Linked DNA regions of Zea mays: region 1 is linked to region 2. Evidence: chromatin contacts called from public Hi-C data. All regions are on one chromosome and are shown on one strand. The core of a region is the stretch at or near the end of the contact, and the rest is flanking DNA. Distances in the headings are between cores, read along the strand shown.

Region 1 (4,047 bases), core at 1,284-3,783, 63 kb after region 2:
TTCTTCAACCGGTAACAATTTACATGCCACACAGAGTACAAACGGCGTTCCTGCCAGCCATTCGCTTCGTCCGACACCATAACATGCAAGGTCAGCTGGTCACCGATCAGGAGTCAAAACTCAAAACTGAGAATTAAACGACTTTTTTCTCTCCTCGCAAAAACATCAGAGCTTAATTAACACTATGTTACAGCACTTAATTACACTCCCAGTACATTAGCTGCCGTTATGGATCGCCGTCCGCAGGCTTATCGTCGGAGCGAGCTTCGTCCGCCGTCCGCCCCGGCTAGCACTAGCACTAGCGGCTAGCGGCCGCCTTGGCCCTGGCCGCGGCGACGCTGCTGGCCCAGTCCTGGTCCCGCAGGAAGAGGCAGACGGCGGAGCAGTCGTCGACGCGGGACGTCGGGTACCTGGTCCGCCAGCGCTGCGCCGCGGCCTCGGCGACGGCCTTGGACGCGTGCTGCTTCCGCGGCGTGGCGCAGACGATGGACACGACCTCCTCGTTGCTGAGCACGTCCCACACGCCGTCCGTGGCCAGGATGATGAACAGGTCCCCCGGCGCGACGCGGCGGTGCGTCACCTCCGGCTCCGACACCACGCCGTGGCGCTTGAGGCGGTAGTCGCCCAGAGAGCGCGCCATGGCGAGGCCCGGGCAGTCCTCGTCGGGAAGCCACACGCGCAGCACCGACGGCTCGTCCTTGAGCGCGAACACGCGGCCGTTGCAGCGCTTGATACGCTCAGCCTCCTCTGCGTAGTGCATGATACGGTTTAGTTATCCATCCGCTAGGGAGTAGGGATACGATCCAATCATCCGACGATCGACTATGACGGACACACTCACGGGGCACGTTGGGCTTCTGGTCGGTGGTGAGCTGCACGGCCTTGAGGTAGCCCGTGTCCGACATGGTCGCCAGCACGGCCCTGGAGTCGCCGAGGTTGGCGACGATGAGGTCCTTCCCCTGCTTGATGGCGCACACGGCGGTGGTGCCGCTGAAGTTGCAGTCCACGTTGGCCTGGAGCTTGAGCTCCTTGTCCATGGCCTCGAACGCGTTGGCGCAGGCCTCCCGCCACTCCTCCAGCAGCTGCGCCGGCGCCGGCGACGACTGCCCGCTGCCGTCCGTGGACGACGCCGACGCCGACGCCGACGCGTCGCTGAAGGCCGGATCATCGTCGTCGTCGTCGGAGCCCATGAGGAGCGCGTTCCGGTGGCTCAGGATCATGAACGGGAGGTAGTCCCTCACCAGCTTGCTGATGAACTGCCCGCACCGGCCGTGCCCGTCGAACACGCCGCAGAACACGCCGTCCTCCATGCCGAATCCCTGGAGACGTGGAGCGCACGGTGGGCGTCAGAATCGTGGTCCGAACCGAATAGCTTGATTACACGCATTCAGATTGCATGGACTCGAGCAACAAGCCGACAGCTTGTGATGAATATCAAATGATAGCATCAGTGGCCATCGTTGACAATTGAGCCCAAACGGCAGATGAGACTGGTTGGTTCTTGGGGGAATTTTAAAAAAAGGGTCTGAAAATAAAGGGGGCAAGAACAGGGAACTAATGATAATTCTGATCTGTTCCGCTGTCGTAGCAAACCAAAACCGCGAGGAAATCCGTAGGACGACGAAACTCGTTTCCGTGGTTTGGAAAGTGAACCATCACGATTTCCCCCCCGCTGTATGGTGAATTGGTTGTGGTGGGGTGGCAGCTGTGTACGTATGTCCTGATAATAATTGCAGAATACAGAGGACAGTTCCTGGAATTTCATGACCTCCCACCACGTCAAAGTCCCTTGCAAGGACAGAGTACCCAGGAGGAAAAAAAACTAGTGGTTTTCCTCTGCAAGAGACTATACGGAGCAGTGCAGTACAGTCGGTGGAGTACCAAACAAAATCTGTATCAGTACAGATCTACATCTACCAGCGCTGTGTAGCAAAATAAATAAACAAACAGATATAGGAGAGAAGAAGAAGAAGAAAAAGCTGAGACATCGAGAGAATTCCTCGGGCAAGGCAGCAGCAGGAGGGGTGGTGGTGCGAGCGCGGACCTGGCAGAGTATGACGGCGTCCTGGTTGGGCCCCTTCTTGCCCTTCTGCGAGAAGAGGGAGGCCACCTTGCGGGATGCCGCCGCGCGGGCGCCACGGCCGTCCTCGCCTTCTCCCCCGCCGCCCTGCTCGTCCATCACGTACACCACGTTCTCGTCGGAGTCCTGCTCCTCCTGCCGCACGCGCTTGGACGAGGCGCAGATCCCCATACCGACCGAGGCTCGCTCAACGGGCCTCCCCGCCCTCCTCTGCCCCGGCGGGAGAAAGAACAGAGCAGCAGAGAGGCAGAGAGCGGTGGTGGCAGGCGGCAGACGCGCTCAAGTTCAGCGAACGATGGCGGCGAATTGCAGGAAACGAGGGGTGGGCGGGTGGGTGGAAAAGGGGGCCGGTACGCAGCCGGATGCGCCGCGCCGGCCGCGGCATTTTAAAGGGAACTAAAAACAAACAGTGCAAAATAGTGGGTGGATTCCGCGGTGGCATGGTGGTTTGTGTGGGTGGGTTCGAGTGTGATGACATTGACCAAGTTTTTGGCGTCGTTTAATATCGTCTTTGCCCCGTCACTGTGAACCCGACCCACGGAGCTAGCGCGACCGAAATGCTCGTGGCTCTTGGATTGATCGGCTCGTTCGATTTCTTTTACAAGCTAAGCTGACATTTTAGTTTGATTCGTTAACAAGCTAGCTCGATTTGTTAACGACTCATCTCGCCAGCTAAACGAGTTATCATATCTCAGCAAAATAAAATCATATGCATATTATTTACGTAACAGTTGATGAACATGTTATATGTATGTTGGGTGTCTATGGCCTAGAAGTTAAACTAATGATTAATGAGCTGTTTTTATGTGTTAAATTGCTTTATGCGAATATAAGTGTGGGTTAGTGAATTGATGAGTTATGAGTTGTGTTAATTTGGTGTTACATTGTTAAGGTACAGGTACGTGAAACTATAAAAATAATTACTATTTTATATTGTTAAATTAGTTTAAAATTAACTAGAAATTGATTATTATATATATATATTATTTTCTGCTTAGCTCAACGAGCCGAGCTGACTTTATGTCTCGTTAGCTTAACGAATCGAGCTGGTTCGATATTTAGCTCTACATGAAGCCGCGCTATGCTCATTTCATTTGCTTCTATTTTTAAAAATAAATTAAGAGAGGAAAATGAAAATCTCTTTCAACCCTTGCTTTGGTTAATAATGCGGGCAGCGGAAGAAATAAAAAAAATGAAATGTATACGTGCGGCTCGCTTGGATTGAGAGGCCGGCGTCATGCGAACGTATTGTTTTTGCAGGTCCACAGTTCCACTACAGTACATCTGTGACTCCGTCAGGGCGTACATACGGTATCCTCTACAGATGTCCAAACCGGCCACCCAGCACAGATCCGGTCCGAACCTGTTTCAACTCGGTACAAATAGTGCCGGGCCAGACACGACCCGTTGAAGCTCCGGATCAGGTCGTGCTGGCCCACGTACCTAGGGACATGTTCAAACCCGGCACACGTAGGTATAAATCGTGTCGGGCCGGCCCGTTTATCCGGTGGGCCTGAACGTATCGGGCCGGCCACTGGCCCAAACCAATAGATAATCACAGAATTAAATACATGTAAATACCAGATTCTCACAGAATTAATACCAGATTCACACAGAATTAACCACAGGATTCACACAGAATTAATCACACAAGAAATAACAGTTGGTTCACAGGATATTACACAAACACAGATATGAAATGACTAATAGGAGCTGTTAGTGCAATGGTCGCCTCATTAAAAACCTTCTTAGGTAAAAACTCACACCTCGTGAGAAAACCCTAAGAAGGAAAAAAGAGTGCAGCCCAGCTCCTAAGTTTATAAATCATTACAGTCCATTACAGTGTACAGATCATTAGTTCAATACAACTCATAAGACATAAGACCAGTAGGTTGCAAGACTAAGCATTTTCATCATCCCTAGCTGATTGTGTTGCTGGATCATCAAGCCATAGGTTGTCGTGCTCA
Region 2 (4,210 bases), core at 582-3,081:
ACATTTCCACAATCGAATTGGCAATCAGCATCATCAGCTAAATAGCGTCTGAATCATCCTTGTTATAGGCCAATGGGAACTCATCAAACTGCTCCGTGACATCGCAGCCCTCTCCGATGCTCTTCAGAGCGTGGAAAACCCGATACATTGAATGCCTCTCCGTCACACGGGGCTGGGTGCAAGCAAAAGCTATCTTCAAGAACTCCTGAATCTCTGCCTCATGGCCCTTTCCACGCAATGGTTTATCAATAGCATCACTGATTCGACTAGAAGCCTTGAGCTGGTTAACCCAGTCCACTAATGTCCCCTTGAATCCTTCACCTGTCACGTCAGTAACCACAGCAGCAGCCTCCTGCCCGCTAACAAGCTCAAACAATATCACCCCAAATGCATACGCATCGCCTTTCATCGTACCAACTGGATTGCTAGCATACTCTGGAGCAACATAGCCAAACTCCCCAAAGTCCCCGTTCAGGAAAGGACTGGTATCACCACCCTCGCCAGGCGCCATCCGGACCAACCTTGTGAGCCCAACATTCGTGATCCGAGCATCATAATCCTCGTCGAGAAGCACTGCACTCGAGCTCAAATTCTGGTGAATCTGCGGAACCTGGAACCCATGGTGCAGCCACGCAAGCCCCCTTGCTGCCCCCACGGCGATCCTAAGTCGCGTTGCCCAATCCAGCGGCGCTTCCCCTGGCTTCTTCATCACCGATGAAAGAGCCCCACTCTCCATATGCTTATACACCAGCAGCCTCTCGTCCTCGACAACACAGAAGCCCAGCAGTGGCACGATGTTAGGATGCCGCAGCTGCCCCATACGACCCATCTCTGCCCTGAACGCCTTCTCCGAAAGTGGGCACGAGTGCAGGCGCTTGACCGTCAGTGCAGACCCGTCCCGTAGCACGGCTCGGTAAGCTGTCCCCGGCCGCCCGCGAGCTCCCGGCGACCACGATGTGGCTAGTGCTGAAGTCATGGGTGGCGGCCATCAGGTCAGCGAGCTTGACCTTCACGATGGGCTTCTGGAACAGCGAGACCGGGACCAGGCGGTTGTGCGCCGCCCGCAGCCTCTCGGTCCACCAGCTCCCGTCTTCCCCACCGCCCGACTCGCTGGTGCCGCGCCTGTGGCGACGGCGGCCTCCTTTGCCCTTCCCGGTGCACTGCTAGAAGAAGTAGGCGAGGAGCAACGAGGCGGCGGCGCCGAAGACTCCCGCGGCTATGACGATGCCAAGGCCCGTGCTCCCCAGCCCGCGGCCGCAGCGAGAGGATACGGGGCGGCCACAGAGGGGGTTTATTTTAGTGCCATGGCGAGCGGGCAATGGCGACAGTTGTGGGCAAGTGTCGAGGGTTGAGGGGCGGCAGTTGAGAGGAAGCGAAAGAGGCAACGACAGGGTCACCGGCGTACCTTGGCGACGTCAAGGGGGTTGACAAGAATGGCGGACACGACGGCAGCGCCGGCCGCCACCAGAGCCCGCTCGGTGAATCCGGCGAATCCCTTGGCCTTGCTCCATCGCTGGCTGGCAGTGAGGCAGGGGAAGGGACCAGAAGAAGGAGGGGAGCTAACCATCTCGGGTGGGAGCGGCGGGGAAGGAGGAGGCACGTGGCGCGTGGGTGGGGAGCATAACCATCACGATTCGGCATGGGGAGGACGGGGTGTGCGGCGGGGGAGGCGCGTTGATGGCGCGGTAGGGGCGAACGAGGCGGGTGTGGGAGAGGGGAATGCGCGGTTGAGGGGGCGAGGCCGGAGCTACTGGATTGCGATGAGGGGTGGGCGCACGATTGTTGCGCGGAGGCAAGGCGAGGGCGGATCTCCCGACCATCTCGTGGGGGTGAGGGAGGGCGGGCTCGCGGGGATCGACAACGCACAACAGAGAGAGAGGTGCGCACGGACGGTCTAGATCACCGGAAGGCAGAACGCCAAAAAGGCAGGCTACTCTTAGAGGCTTAATAAGTAATAGAGATTAGCTGTTATTATGGTTATTCTCTGCAGCTGCTGTTGTATTCTTTAGATTGCCAGTTAGCAATTTGCTCTTGAATGCCGTTCTGGTTCATTTGTGAACCTGATGTCTTTATCCTTGTATGTACTGACTTGTGTAGCTGACCACAGGAAGCGAAGGCATGCGACGAGGACGAGGTGCGCATGAATTCTAAACATCTGGGATTTCCGGAGAAAAAAAAAGGCCATGCCCCGTCGTCTCACGGTACCAAGACCAATTCCTCGTTTAGCCTGCAGTCTGGAGCCCAGCAATTAACCCCGCTGGCCCTGGCCTCGCAGTGTGGGATGGCGGAAATCATGGGAGAGATCTGAATTAGCATATATTGAAATCAAATGTATGTCACAATCTATATCTTAAAATAATTTAAGCTTATTTAAACTTTTTATTCGGTTAAACTCATTATAGATTATAATCTAAGAGTTTTGTTGAATAATTAGATATTTTTCAGATTAAATTTGAATATAAATCATGACCAAATCAGAAAAAACGAAGTATAAAGTCAAATCAGATGATACATACTGATGGACCATTCACGTGGATGTCGTACGCACGCGGCCCCTCGCCCCGCCCCGTCCCAGCTATGCCAGTCGAGCGAGCGCGTGTGGTTCTCCATTCTCTCTTCTCTTATCCATGACTTGGTGAGTGAGTGTGGCCTCCATATTTAAACTAGTTTCACTGCACTTGGACTAACAATATGGTACTAATAGTTCCATCATTCTCTAGCTATACCCATACATGGATTTTTGAGATTTTTCTACGATTTAATTGAATTTCTTAATTGGGCCCTAGCCCATAAATCCTAATAGGTTTGAGAATTTTTTAAACTATAAAAGTCATAGATTTTATCCACGGCTCATTAGGAATGGAACAAATCCATAAAGATAGTACACAAGTTTATACTAGAATCTATATATAAAAAAGAATAACTAGGTTTAATAGATAGATGGATTAAATGATGGATTTAATCTCATCATACGATTAGGTACGAGATGTAGATTCACTCAATTTAGATCTAGATTAAATTCATAATGAGATTTCATCCCTTGTCATCGAACAAGCGTGAGGTCATATTCGGTTACTAGTGGTTTGAGGGGATTGAAGAGGATTAAATCCCCTCCTATTTAAAATTGAATAGGAGGAGATTTAATCATCTTCAATCCTCTCCAATCCCATAGCAACCGAACAAGCAATGAAGAGGGGGAGGAAACCACGATGCGCGCGCGCTGCTGACCTTGGCATGCGGTATCGCTTTTTCAATCGGTGCTTATCGCGTGCTCTGGTGGTGATAAATATTAGTGGATCCGTCAACCAAGTGCAGCTTTACTTGTTTATTAGTATTCTTATGGTGCAACACATCTATCTGCGTCTTGGGTTTAGCAGGAGGGTGGCAAATGGCGTGCCCGGTAGAGGCTCCGTTTCGTTCTCAAACGGCTGGAGATTTACATTTACGTTCATACCGTGGACGAGAAAGTGTTTGCCCCTAAACGATGAGCGGTAGTGAGCTGTTTTGTTTAAAAGGTAAAAAAAAAATCTCAATCTAGAGATCACGTGACTTGATTCCCGAATCCAATCCAAACATCTAGAGAAATCAAAACACTTCAAAAAGCTACAACTCAATCAAGTATCGATTGGATACGCCTACTACGTTTCTGAAAAAAGAATATGAGCTCCTAAGGACTAAAAAACTTGATTTGGAATTCAAAGGTTCACAGGAAATTCCAAAGACCTTTAGGGACGAGCAGCAGTGCTGGACCAAAGTCCACCGGTGCCGACGAGGAGCAATGCCGCGCGTTAGAGCAGCAGCGCCGCTCGATAGAAAATGATCAGGTCGACCTCAAATTTGCAGGCAGCAAGTGCAGACGAAGAGAAGGTGATTCATGAAGTTTGATCAGGAAAAGATAAGCGCAACCAAAATAGATTCAAAAACTCAGTTTCGAATGAGGTTTTGTTGCGGTTTTGCTATTTCGAACAAAACTGGTCAAGAACTCCACACACTCAAGATTTTGCTTGAACCAGAGACTTAAGGTAATTCTAGGGCAGTCCCAAACAGAGAGTATCACCAAAAAAATTCCTCAACCATCAAGAACAAGAATTATCTCAAAATCCACAAAGGAAGGGTTGAGAAGAAGAAAATACATCAAGTGCAAAATCGAATCTGATAAAATGAAATAAAAAGCAGCTTTGCACACTTCCTCAAAATCTCACAACCTCAA

What was found. A called contact is a pair of places that touch in the nucleus more often than the background predicts.
Region 1: a Hi-C map of leaf shows a contact between it and region 2, with 5 times the contacts expected there. The contact joins the promoter of LOC103627089 here to the enhancer-like site in region 2. A contact is called at or near these places in 4 of 25 Hi-C or Micro-C datasets (bundle sheath, ear, leaf and 1 more).

The regions. Positions count from the first base shown.
Region 1 is chr5:157,163,330-157,167,376 of Zm-B73-REFERENCE-NAM-5.0, forward strand. It overlaps LOC103627089 (probable protein phosphatase 2C 12), which reads right to left and starts at 2,534. Exons shown (of 3, transcript XM_008647414.3): 1 at 2,045-2,534; 2 at 842-1,319; 3 at 1-747. The coding sequence starts at 2,251. The coding sequence ends at 299.
Region 2 is chr5:157,101,495-157,105,704 of Zm-B73-REFERENCE-NAM-5.0, forward strand. It overlaps the pseudogene LOC103628591. Among protein-coding and RNA genes, the nearest start is that of LOC103627089, 62 kb to the right of the region's middle. Within about 2 kb of position 1,832, at least 17 of the 20 cell types and tissues checked have an H3K27ac peak or open chromatin away from gene starts, as enhancers often do. A contact at or near this core is called in bundle sheath, ear, leaf and 1 more, where this site is marked.